3 separate regions of the Mus musculus genome follow, and all the other regions are linked to region 3. Evidence: chromatin contacts called from public HiChIP or PLAC-seq and Micro-C data. All regions are on one chromosome and are shown on one strand. Each heading gives the region's core, a stretch centred on a gene start, on an enhancer-like site or on the middle of the called end of the contact. The rest is flanking DNA. Distances are from core to core; before and after follow the strand shown. Region 1 has its middle 49 kb from the start of Gm5441. Region 2 has its middle 19 kb from the start of Gm31482. Region 3 overlaps Rapgef5 (Rap guanine nucleotide exchange factor (GEF) 5).

Region 1 (3,239 bases), core at 31-2,530, 200 kb before region 3:
AAAGGACAGTCTTAAGCCAGATACAGTTTACCATAAGAAAGGTTAAAGAATCCCAGTGAAGCAAGTTTTTTCTTTAGCCCTAGATTCCAGGCAGAACTATTTGAGCATAGATAATTTTTCCCCCTCAGGCCAGCCTTTTCTTTTTTTTTTTATTATTTTGTTAATAATAGGGAGGAGATGTAGTCTCCCCTCCCCCAGCCTGAAACCTGCTTGCTCGGGGTGGAGCTTCCTGCTCATTCGTTCTGCCACGCCCACTGCTGGAACCTGAGGAGCCACACACGTGCACCTTTCTACTGGACCAGAGATTATTCGGCGGGAATCGGGTCCCCTCCCCCTTCCTTCATAACTAGTGTCGCAACAATAAAATTTGAGCCTTGATCAGAGTAACTGTCTTGGCTACATTCTTTTCTCTCGCCACCTAGCCCCTCTTCTCTTCCAGGTTTCCAAAATGCCTTTCCAGGCTAGAACCCAGGTTGTGGTCTGCTGGCCGAACACAACAGTCAATAAAGGACAATATTGTTCCTTTCATCCACATTTCAAAAAAATCTAGAATTAAAGAGCTTAATACAAGATACATTAATAAACCTTTTTGAAAGAGGTTCTTGACTGTACTGTTGGTAAACACATGAAAGCTAAGTCACGGCAGAAGGTACATTTATAGATATGTGTGTGAGAGCCAGAAGTTGGGGGATGAAACCTCTGAAATCACCGACAAAAATAAATCCTCTCCATTTTTAAGATGTTCTGTCATAGTGACCAACAGCCTAACAACATACTAGGCAAGCAAGTGACCTATACACCTTCCCAACTCAGAAAGAGGGGTCTTACCGTCATTGCCAGCACAGCATCCTGCCACTAGATGGCGGCACAGGACAGGTTTTGATATCAGCTCCCCTTGCATTGGATAACAGTTTTTCATGTCTTTCTCCGTTCTCATGTGCTTTCCATGGCTTTACAGAATCTACACAAAATTAGCAGTGGATGGTCAACTAGATGAAACAACATGCCAAACCTCACATTAAGTAATGCTCAAGAAAAATGGTGGGGTAATAACCACTCTAGAAATTGGATTTTTTTTTTTAATTGTCCTTTTCAGTTCCAATTCCATACAAGAAATACCTTACCAATGACAGAGAAACCTCTCTAGGACCCTTTTCCATGGCACTAGAAAACTGGAACAAGAACCCAAAATTTGTGAATTTTATGACTTATCTGCTAGCTTAGCTGAATCTACGTAGATGTGTTTTCTGGCTTTGGTTCCACCCTTTCACAGATTGCAACACTATTTTGAGGAAGGAGGAGGCCAACTGAAAATAGCTCTCTAATTTTTGACAAAGCTGTAAATAAATCTATGTTGTGTTGTTATTTATAGTGTTTTACAGAGGTCAAAAGACAATGGATCCCCCTGGGACTGGACTTACAGATGGTTATGAACCACCCACCATAAGGTTGCTGGGTGCTGAACTTAAACTCTCTGCAGGAGCAGCAAGTGCTCTTAACCACTGAACCATTTCTCCTATGGAGTTGGTTGGTTGGTTGGTTGGTTTTTGAGACACAGTTTCACATAGCCCCAGGCTAGTGTTAAATTTACTGTTTAGCCAAGGCTAGCCATGAACCCCTGATCTTTAGGTCCCAGATCCTGAAAGTAACAGGTATACACCACCACATCTAGCATAATATATGGCTTTATTTTTTAAAAAAAAATAGAATTTCAGACATGTGTGGTAGTGCACACCTTTAATCCCAGTACTCGGAAGGCAGTCACAGGTGGATCTCCATGAATTCTAGGTCAGCCTAGACTACATAGCAAGTTACAGGACAGCCAGGGCTACATAGAGAGGTCTTATTTCAAACAACAATAGCAACATTTAAAAATTAAAAGTACAGAATAAGGTCTTGTGTATACCAGGCTAGACTCCATAACCAAGGACAGCCTTGAACTTCTGATCCTCCAACCTTTACCTCCCCAGCGCAGAGGTTACAAGTGTGGTGGTCTCACCCAGTTATACAGTGATGGGATGCCTTTGTATTAACTGAGCTATGTCCTTATGTTATTTTCAACTGATGTGGGAAAGTGGCTGGACCAGAGCCGGGAGCTCTGGGAAGAGAGGCAGATAAGGAACATTGTGGGGGATTCAGAAGCCCCTTCTTCTAGGGCTAGCCCTCCAAAATCCTCTGTGGACAAGGATCAACAGTGTGCCTTATGACAAGGGGACATTCTCAGGGCAAGGCTCTAGCATAACCCAGGACAGCAAAGGTGTTGAGTTTTGAGCTGAGATAAAACCTGGGCAACTGGCTCCAAGCTGGGGAGTGGCTACATGCTTGCCAGGGCTCTGAAAATGCTTCTTAACTTTTTCTGAGGAAGAGAAAAAGAAGCATCAGGACTTAAAGGAAAACATTCCATCACCAGCTCCCTTAGTTTAATCTGGTTAGACCGGGACATCTGCTAGCACATTCGTGTTGCATGTCATTTTAAAACATGCCTCTGCCTTTGCCCAGACCACAGACCGCGCTACCGACTTAGCTCCAAGAATGGCCAGCTTCCGCCTTTGCCGGGAGCTGCGATCGCACTCTCAGCCTATCCAGGCTTAGTTTTGCCAAGCTGCCATCAACTGCCCTGGTTTTTCTCTTTCTCTGCCCACCTTTGCTCTGCAGATGGAAATCACTAGACAGCTTTATTATTTTAAAACTTGCCAGATAGCACATTTGTTGGGCATAGCACCTTCTGCCCTAACCTTAACAGCTAGTCTCTATCAGCCATCTGCTGGTGAAGGAGGCCAGAGCGTCTGCCCTTAATTTCATAAGGTCGTGACCTCATGGACACAACACTATATACCGGTAACAACTCAGGGCTACAAGGCTTCCCAGGAGATACCTACATTCTGGTCTTCAGTTCTTTGCCTAGGCTATCATGGTACTTCCTAATGTTCTGTATGTGGATATAGCTAGGAGCTGAGTTAGAGACAGCCACCGCTGACGGGCATGACAGGAGTCCTGAAGGGAGTCATGGACCCTTCAGTTCCAGGCAAACAAAAGGAATCCCATGCTTGTAGTTTGAAGGTGTTTGGGGGAGTTCCACAGTGTGTGACCTAGCCCACTATGCTGTGAATCACAAGGCAGTTAGTTCAAAGTGGTTTTTAGCCTGGATATGGAGGTGGAACTATACTTACAACTTTGGGGCAGAAGATGGAGTGAGGCACTGGAAGGCCACTGCACCCTGTTCAACTCTCTACACAGAG
Region 2 (3,417 bases), core at 620-3,119, 140 kb before region 3:
GATAGATAGATAGATAGATAGATACATACATACATACATACACACATTACATACATACATACATACATATATACATACATAGGTAGGTAGATAGATAGATACATGCATACATATATACATACATAGATACATAGATATATAGATACATACATAGACAGATATAGATAGATACAAGCATACATATGTACATAGATACATAGATATATAGATACATGCATACATAGATACATATATATATACATAGATATATAGATACATACATAGATACATTATAGATTTATAGATACATACATAGATACATACATAGATAATCTTTTTTCATTCCAGATTCCCATTAGTTTAAGGAAAATTATACATTGAGTTTCTGCTGAGCACCAGTCACTGGCTCAAGGCTTTCCAGCTTTTCCACTCCTCAGAGCACCCTAATGGAGTGGGCAGCATTCCTGTTTCAAAGACACAGAAACTGGGGAGGTTGAATTTGAGGACTACCCTGGAGTTAGTCTCTCTCTGAAGTAAAGCCTGCATGTTCCAAACAGCTCTAACTCTGTCTCAAGATGTGCTTGTTAGAAAAAGCAGAATTCTGCACACGAGGTTGCTTTTCCACAAAATGATCGAGAGCAGTCTGCTCATCAGTGTCTGTAGAGAGTTGGGACAAGTGCCTCTCTGCCTTCAGTGTGAGGTATGATTGATCATCTGGGGGATTGTGAAAATGGATTGTTGAGCTCTCGTTCTCAAATTCAACATATAGATTTCTTTTTTTAAAAAATGTGCATGTGTGTGTTTGGGTGTATGTGCTTGTGAGTACAGTTGTCTGTGGTTGTGAGGCCAGCCAATGCCTATGTTGGGAACCAAACTACTGTCCTGGGGGCAGGAAACAGTTGCTGAGCCACCACTCCGTTTGCTTCTGGCTGAATATCTCACATTATGTCCTCGCTGATGCCTCTTTCCAAAGCACAGTCAGGATCAGTTAGATCTAGGTTGGAATTACAGACTCAAGGGCTAATTTTTGTTCCTGGCCTCTAGCAATAGAATCAAATCTCAGGGGCCAGGAACCAGCCTTCTGGGTCTATGTGGGGTGTTAGTTTGGTTTGTTAACAGTCCCACTCTGTAGCTCAGGCTGGCTGAGAAATCACTTATGTAACCCAGGTTGCTCCTGAACTCTCTCATAGACCCTCCTTTCTTAGCTTCTAGAGTGCTAGGATTAGAGATGTAAGACTCCCAACCTGGCGAGAGTCTTTTAAATAACTACCTGGCTGTTCTGCTCAACGAAGTGTGAATACTGTCATCCAATGGGCCTTTAAATTATTCTTTATCTCACATACAGCCTCATTTTTTAAATGATGCCTCATTCTGAGTGACAGCCATACTGCAGAACCATTTACAACTGACCATTAGCTGCTGTTGTGACCTGCCTCTGTGTTTAAAATGTCCACAAGGGATCTCTCAGCCCACACTTCATAAATAAAAACCAAGCGGGGGAAATGGAACTATTTATTCATTGATTGGTTTTTGAAAAGTCCTCCAGTTATAGCTTTTCCAGTTCATCAAGGGGAAAGAAGCTTCACTGATGATGAGTGGTTGTTTCATTCCACCCCAACAGAGTGAAATCAGGAGAGTGACGCCATTTCCCGAAAGCCACGCCCCTTCCTCTGTACCCCTCCCTCTTTTACCCTCTGCTGCTTTGGTTCCTTGGCCCTAGGAATCGGGAGTTGGGGGGGGGGGGGGAGCTACAGGCTGAAACTGGTGCCCTGCACTTGCAGCAGGGAGGCTGGAGCACTTCAGCTTCCACAGAGGTGGAGAGGTCACACAAAGCAACGTTCAAAGGCTGAGGGCCGGAAGCCAGCCTCATGCTGGGAGGTGCCCAGAAAGATGCAGGTGCTTCCCTCTTTGCGCCTGAGCAGCGGACTCTGAGGGACGCCAGCTGGAGGGGACAAGGAAGGGCATTTATAGTTTCCTTTGCCGCTGGCTCCTTCAAGCACCTCACACGGCACCAGGAGACGAGATGAGAGAGGGGTTGACACAGCTTGAAGAGTTCAGATATCAGTGGCCTGACCTGAAAGCACAATGGGGTTCGATGCGATCTTGCAGACAAGAGTCTTTGTCCTTGTATGGCTCAACTCTGCTGTTTTCCCAAGAGAACCTGTGCTGCTGCACTTGAAAACAATATGGAAAGATTTAGAAACTCCTTCAGCCCTGACCAGATATTCTCAAACTAGTTAGCCCCACCATCCAGGCGTCTGAGATGAACCTGTGCAGCAGAAACAAGGGCCCCTTTCTCCTCTCTGCTTTGGATCATGGGTCTCAAGCTCGACCAGTACAGTCGTCATTGTGGCTCCCTTGTACCGTGATCCCATCCAACCCGCAGGAAACGCACACCTTACAGGGCAGGCTGTACAATTGCTGGCTTAGTGGGAGCTGTCGTCATGTCCCAGCTCTCGTCTAATAGCTCAGGACCGTGAGTTTCCTGACCGTTTTTACATGGCCGTACTGTGTGCATAGCATAGCTCATCCACACCAAGTTCCTAGGTGAAACTCTTAAGTCTCCAGGGGGAAACCTACGTTTGGAAGGGTTTCGCTTGCTAGCTGGCAGCAAGCCTGAGATCAAAACTTGTTATTCAGAGTCAGAAGTAAAATTCCCGTGAGAGGCACAATCCACCCTATTGTTCTGCCTGGGGTCCTTGTGTCTCCTGTTGCCACGGTCTGCTAAGGCAGCCTCCAGGCTGATGGGACATTTTGTCTGTGGGCTTCCTCAGGATGGGTGGGTGTGATTCCCAAAGACACCTCCCTAAAAATAGAAGAGATTGCATATTTCATTTTACCCCCCCCCCTCTCCTTTTCTCCCCGTGCCAAAGTAGGCACAATAAGGGCACACAGGTAGGGTAACGGTAGAACCAGATCAGCAAAGACATTAATTGCCAGTTTTCACTGGGCCCTGCCCAGCCATGACTCACAGTGCGGAGAATGAGATAGGTGAATGAAATCACGAGTAAAAGGAGGATGTGACTACTCCTAAAGTATGGGGATATTTATTGTAGATAAAAGGGAGAAAGCAGGCAGAGGGAAGAAGAGTCCAGGCTGAACACGGCCAAGGGACCAAACCAGACGACGAGAAGAAAGGCAGAAAGGGAGAGAAAGAGAGTGGACCTGGACCTCAGTAAGAGGTGGCCCGGCCCAGGCCAAAATAGTTGAGTTATGTAGGTATCAGGCTGGGGCAAGGGAAACAGAAGCCCAGGCCCTGGGAGGGAGAGGTTTAGGGTAGGAAGTGGGGTGAGAAGTGTTGGGAGGAGCCACAAGTACCAAAGATACTGGGAAAGCTTGAATGTAAATAAATTATTCTTATTATAAATGTAAATGGTGAATTAATCTGGGGGCTGTATTTATTCACCTCATGCTAATCCCCAGTAACGTCCCAGGGGA
Region 3 (3,229 bases), core at 69-2,568:
TTTGGTCTAATTGCCACCTGTGTTCTCATTTAAAAGGACTATATATCTGGATGCTTATCATTATCTTAGCATTAACCTGAAGGTAGAGGAGAGGCAATGCCATTTTTTTCTTGGCTTGCTTACTTCAGAGACAGAGCGCTCATGAAAGGAATGGCATCTAACATCAATGTTTCGTTTTTGAAATTTCTCATTGCTTGTGGCTTTGCTTTGTTCCAGGAGAAGCTGTGTGGGGTCAGAGCTGGTCGACTGGCTCCTGGAACACTGTCCTTTTGTCCAGTGTAGATCTATGGCCATTGGAGTCTGGCAGCTCCTACTGGATATGGGGATTATGTCATCCGGTGAGTGTTCCTTACTTTGAGGACGCAGTCACTGTGTTGTTAAACTGCTAGACCAGACCGTACTTGACCTTCCGGAGAATGTCATAATCTGGATGGAAATTGTTTTTGAAGGCAGATTTTTTTACACAATTATTTTCTAAGTAAAAATGGCAGATCATTTTTTGATTCGTTTACTTTCCCCACACCCTCTGTGGAAATGATTAGGTACCTGTTGATTGCAGGCTTATACATGTAAAAGTCTCTTCCTTTCTCCCTGTCTACTCTGCTCATATTTTTGCCAATGAGATCTTTTGTTGCTTCAAATGAATGGCTTATTATGATGTATGCAATCATCAGAAACTGACTTATGAACCGTATGTGTTTGCCATTTTAATTAAATAACCATGAACATGTAGATATGTGAGCTGTGAAAGTAGCTGTTCAAACAGGCCAGAAAGTGATGTTTAAGTAGAAGGTCAGATAGATGGCGATCTCTCTCTTCTTAGTTGAACTAGGAGAATTGAAGGAGCAGAAACCAAACTATCTTTGTTTTTTATTTAATCTCGATTTCTCAGATGCTAGTTGATACTGTAGGGGGAATTTGCCTAATTGTTTCCAAATTGTTGCTTGGCTAAATAAAGATGTCAGCAGCTAATCCTGGGTTTAAAAGAGAAGGCGGGATTTCCAGGCAGGACAGGAAGAGAGCACAGGGTGTACAGAGGTTGGACGAGGCGGCAGGTGGAGGAGAAGCTGCAAACAAGTAGGTTTCTTCCCACTGATAGTTTGTAGCAACTGCGGAGGCCAAGGTGGATGGGGCAGGATATTCTATAGAGGATAAATATTGAGGTCAATTCCTGGTATCATTGTGAAAGAACAATATTGTGTGCAATTCTAGAAAGCACGCTTCTCTTTACCTGGTCTCCTTGCCCAGCACTCCTTGCAGGCTGCAGCCCTGCACGACTTAGCTCCGAGATCACACCGTATCTGGCTCCACTTCCATCCTGCCCATTCCCCCTCTGAGAATTCCTGGAGCTACCGCTCACGTTCCACAGACCATCCACCCCTGTGGCTGGCTCTGTGGCTTACCCAGCTCCCAAGCTAGCTCTCCAGGTTTCCGCTTGCTGCTTGCCTGGTGCAGCAATGGCTGCCTCACCCAGCTCCCTAGCTCCCTTTAGCCGGGTGGAAGGAAAACACTAGAGACCTTTATATTTTAAAACTGACCAGATAACTCAAAGGCTAGGTGAAGAATATCCTGCCCCATCCACCTTGGCCTCCGCAGTTGCTACAAACTATCAGTGCGGAGAGACCTGCTTGTCTGCAGCTTCTCCTCCTCCTGCCCCCTCGTCCAACACCCCCACCCCCACCCCCCACCCCCACCCCCAGTCCTCCCTGTGCTCTCTTCCTGTCCTGCCTGGAAATCCCGCCTTCTCTTTTAAACCTAGCGATTAGCTTCTGACATCTTTATTTAACCAAGCAATAATTAGGGAAACTCCCTCTACAGAACAATACAGAGGGGACATGGTTGTAGTCATCTTAGTCACTAATACCTTGCACCTTATTTAGAAAGTCAGTTAACTGTTTTTGGGGAGGGGAGCTTTTATTGGCTCATTGGCTAGCATTGGGTTTCTAGTTAGCCACACATTTCGTGTAAATGCCTTTTGGAAGCATCTCTAATGTTTGATTCCTTTAAGACAGGATTTCCCAACGATGACAGTATGGACGTTTTGAGCTAGACAACTCTTTGCTGTGGGGGGACTGTCCTGTACATACAGGATTTTTGCCAGCATCTGTTTCTTTTCCCTTTTTCGATGCCGGTAGCACACCCTTTTATTGTGACTACCAAAAAATGCCTCTAGACATCACCAATGGTCCCCTGAAGCAGGACCACAATCATCCCCAGTTGATAGCCACTGATCTTGCTAACTGAAACTTGCTATCGTGCTGTGTTTATGCGGCTTTGCCTGCCGCTCTCTTTGAAGCGATATTGATTTGGTCATCACCTGTCTGTGAAGCAGAAAACATAGCATATATGTGAATATATCAAAGTTCAAGCAGTGAAATTGACCAGCCAGTGCATCCTTTCATTTTGATTGGGCGTGTAAGCATGAATGAAGCTCAGATGTCTGAGTACAGCCTTGTCTATGGATTCTCCTTAATTATTGGACTTTTCGGTTTATTATCTGATTTATGACTCTAAACCACAACTTTTTTTTGTTTGTTTGTTTGTTTGTTTGTTTGCTTCGAACAGTGGACCAACATCTATACTTTCAAGATAATTATGTTTTCTACCAGTTTTCTTCGGATGAGTGCAGCTACTTGTACTGCGAATTTGAAAGAGAGGAAGAATGGCAGAAGGGAGTGAAGCTATTGCTGGAGCTTGTGCATCTCATTCCTGCAAGAGCTGGCATCTGTGACCTGTGAGTAGGTGCTGTTAGGTACCCCTGTAAGCTGCTCTTTCTTAGAGGAGATCTCCTTTGTCCTGGGACTGTGCTCTGTGCCTGCCTGCAGATCCCCACTTGTTTGAGTGGTAGGAACACTCTTTCCAAGTTCAGGGAGGTAAGACACACTGCAGAAGATGCCTTCTGGCTCCTACATGGCTCCATTGCTATTCTGATCCCAGGCATGCCTGTTCTACCAGCTGCACCACGATGCTTCTAATTCACTGCTAAATGAGTAGATGATCTAAATTAGGTCTAAACATATGACGGGGCCGAAGTTGGAATGAAATAATAACTCACATCTTAGGCACTGTCCAAGTCGTGACTGTGCTAAGGAGGAGTCCAACAGACATTTCTGAAAATAATCTAGAAGCCATGTTTGGCAAATCAAAACATGTGAATCATTATCACCTGAAGAGAGTGAATCACTGAATAGTTAAAATTAATTAGCAGAGGCTTCCTTGAGTCATGGTA

What was found. Hi-C and Micro-C count contacts between places; a contact is called where the count stands out from the background. HiChIP or PLAC-seq counts read pairs in DNA pulled down with a chosen protein or histone mark.
Region 1: a contact with region 3 is called in a Micro-C map of embryonic stem cells, with 2.7 times the contacts expected there. The contact joins two enhancer-like sites. A contact is called at or near these places in 2 of 39 promoter capture datasets (embryonic stem cells and liver), 20 of 484 Hi-C or Micro-C datasets (the AtT-20 cell line, LSK cells, Sertoli cells and 9 more), 3 of 115 datasets of contacts at active chromatin or transcription factors (embryonic stem cells and stem cell-derived neural progenitor cells) and 2 of 9 other capture datasets (adipose tissue and pancreatic islet).
Region 2: a contact with region 3 is called in an H3K27ac HiChIP or PLAC-seq map of embryonic stem cells, with 18 read pairs. The contact joins two enhancer-like sites. A contact is called at or near these places in 1 of 15 datasets of contacts at CTCF or cohesin (large pre-B cells), 17 of 484 Hi-C or Micro-C datasets (B cells, the C10 cell line, bone marrow-derived macrophages and 9 more), 8 of 115 datasets of contacts at active chromatin or transcription factors (cardiomyocytes, embryonic stem cells, extraembryonic endoderm stem cells and 4 more) and 3 of 9 other capture datasets (adipose tissue, liver and pancreatic islet).

The regions. Positions count from the first base shown.
Region 1 is chr12:117,384,636-117,387,874 of GRCm38.p6, forward strand. No RefSeq gene overlaps it. Among named protein-coding and RNA genes, the nearest start is that of Gm5441, 49 kb to the left of the region's middle. Within about 2 kb of position 1,281, at least 16 of the 459 cell types and tissues checked have an H3K27ac peak or open chromatin away from gene starts, as enhancers often do. A contact at or near this core is called in embryonic stem cells, where this site is marked.
Region 2 is chr12:117,445,647-117,449,063 of GRCm38.p6, forward strand. No RefSeq gene overlaps it. Among named protein-coding and RNA genes, the nearest start is that of Gm31482, 19 kb to the right of the region's middle. Within about 2 kb of position 1,870, at least 123 of the 459 cell types and tissues checked have an H3K27ac peak or open chromatin away from gene starts, as enhancers often do. A contact at or near this core is called in embryonic stem cells, where this site is marked.
Region 3 is chr12:117,581,478-117,584,706 of GRCm38.p6, forward strand. It overlaps Rapgef5 (Rap guanine nucleotide exchange factor (GEF) 5), which reads left to right. Exons shown (of 26, transcript NM_001373989.1): 4 at 217-338; 5 at 2,566-2,734. Among named protein-coding and RNA genes, the nearest start is that of Rapgef5, 49 kb to the left of the region's middle. Within about 2 kb of position 1,319, at least 6 of the 459 cell types and tissues checked have an H3K27ac peak or open chromatin away from gene starts, as enhancers often do. A contact at or near this core is called in embryonic stem cells, where this site is marked.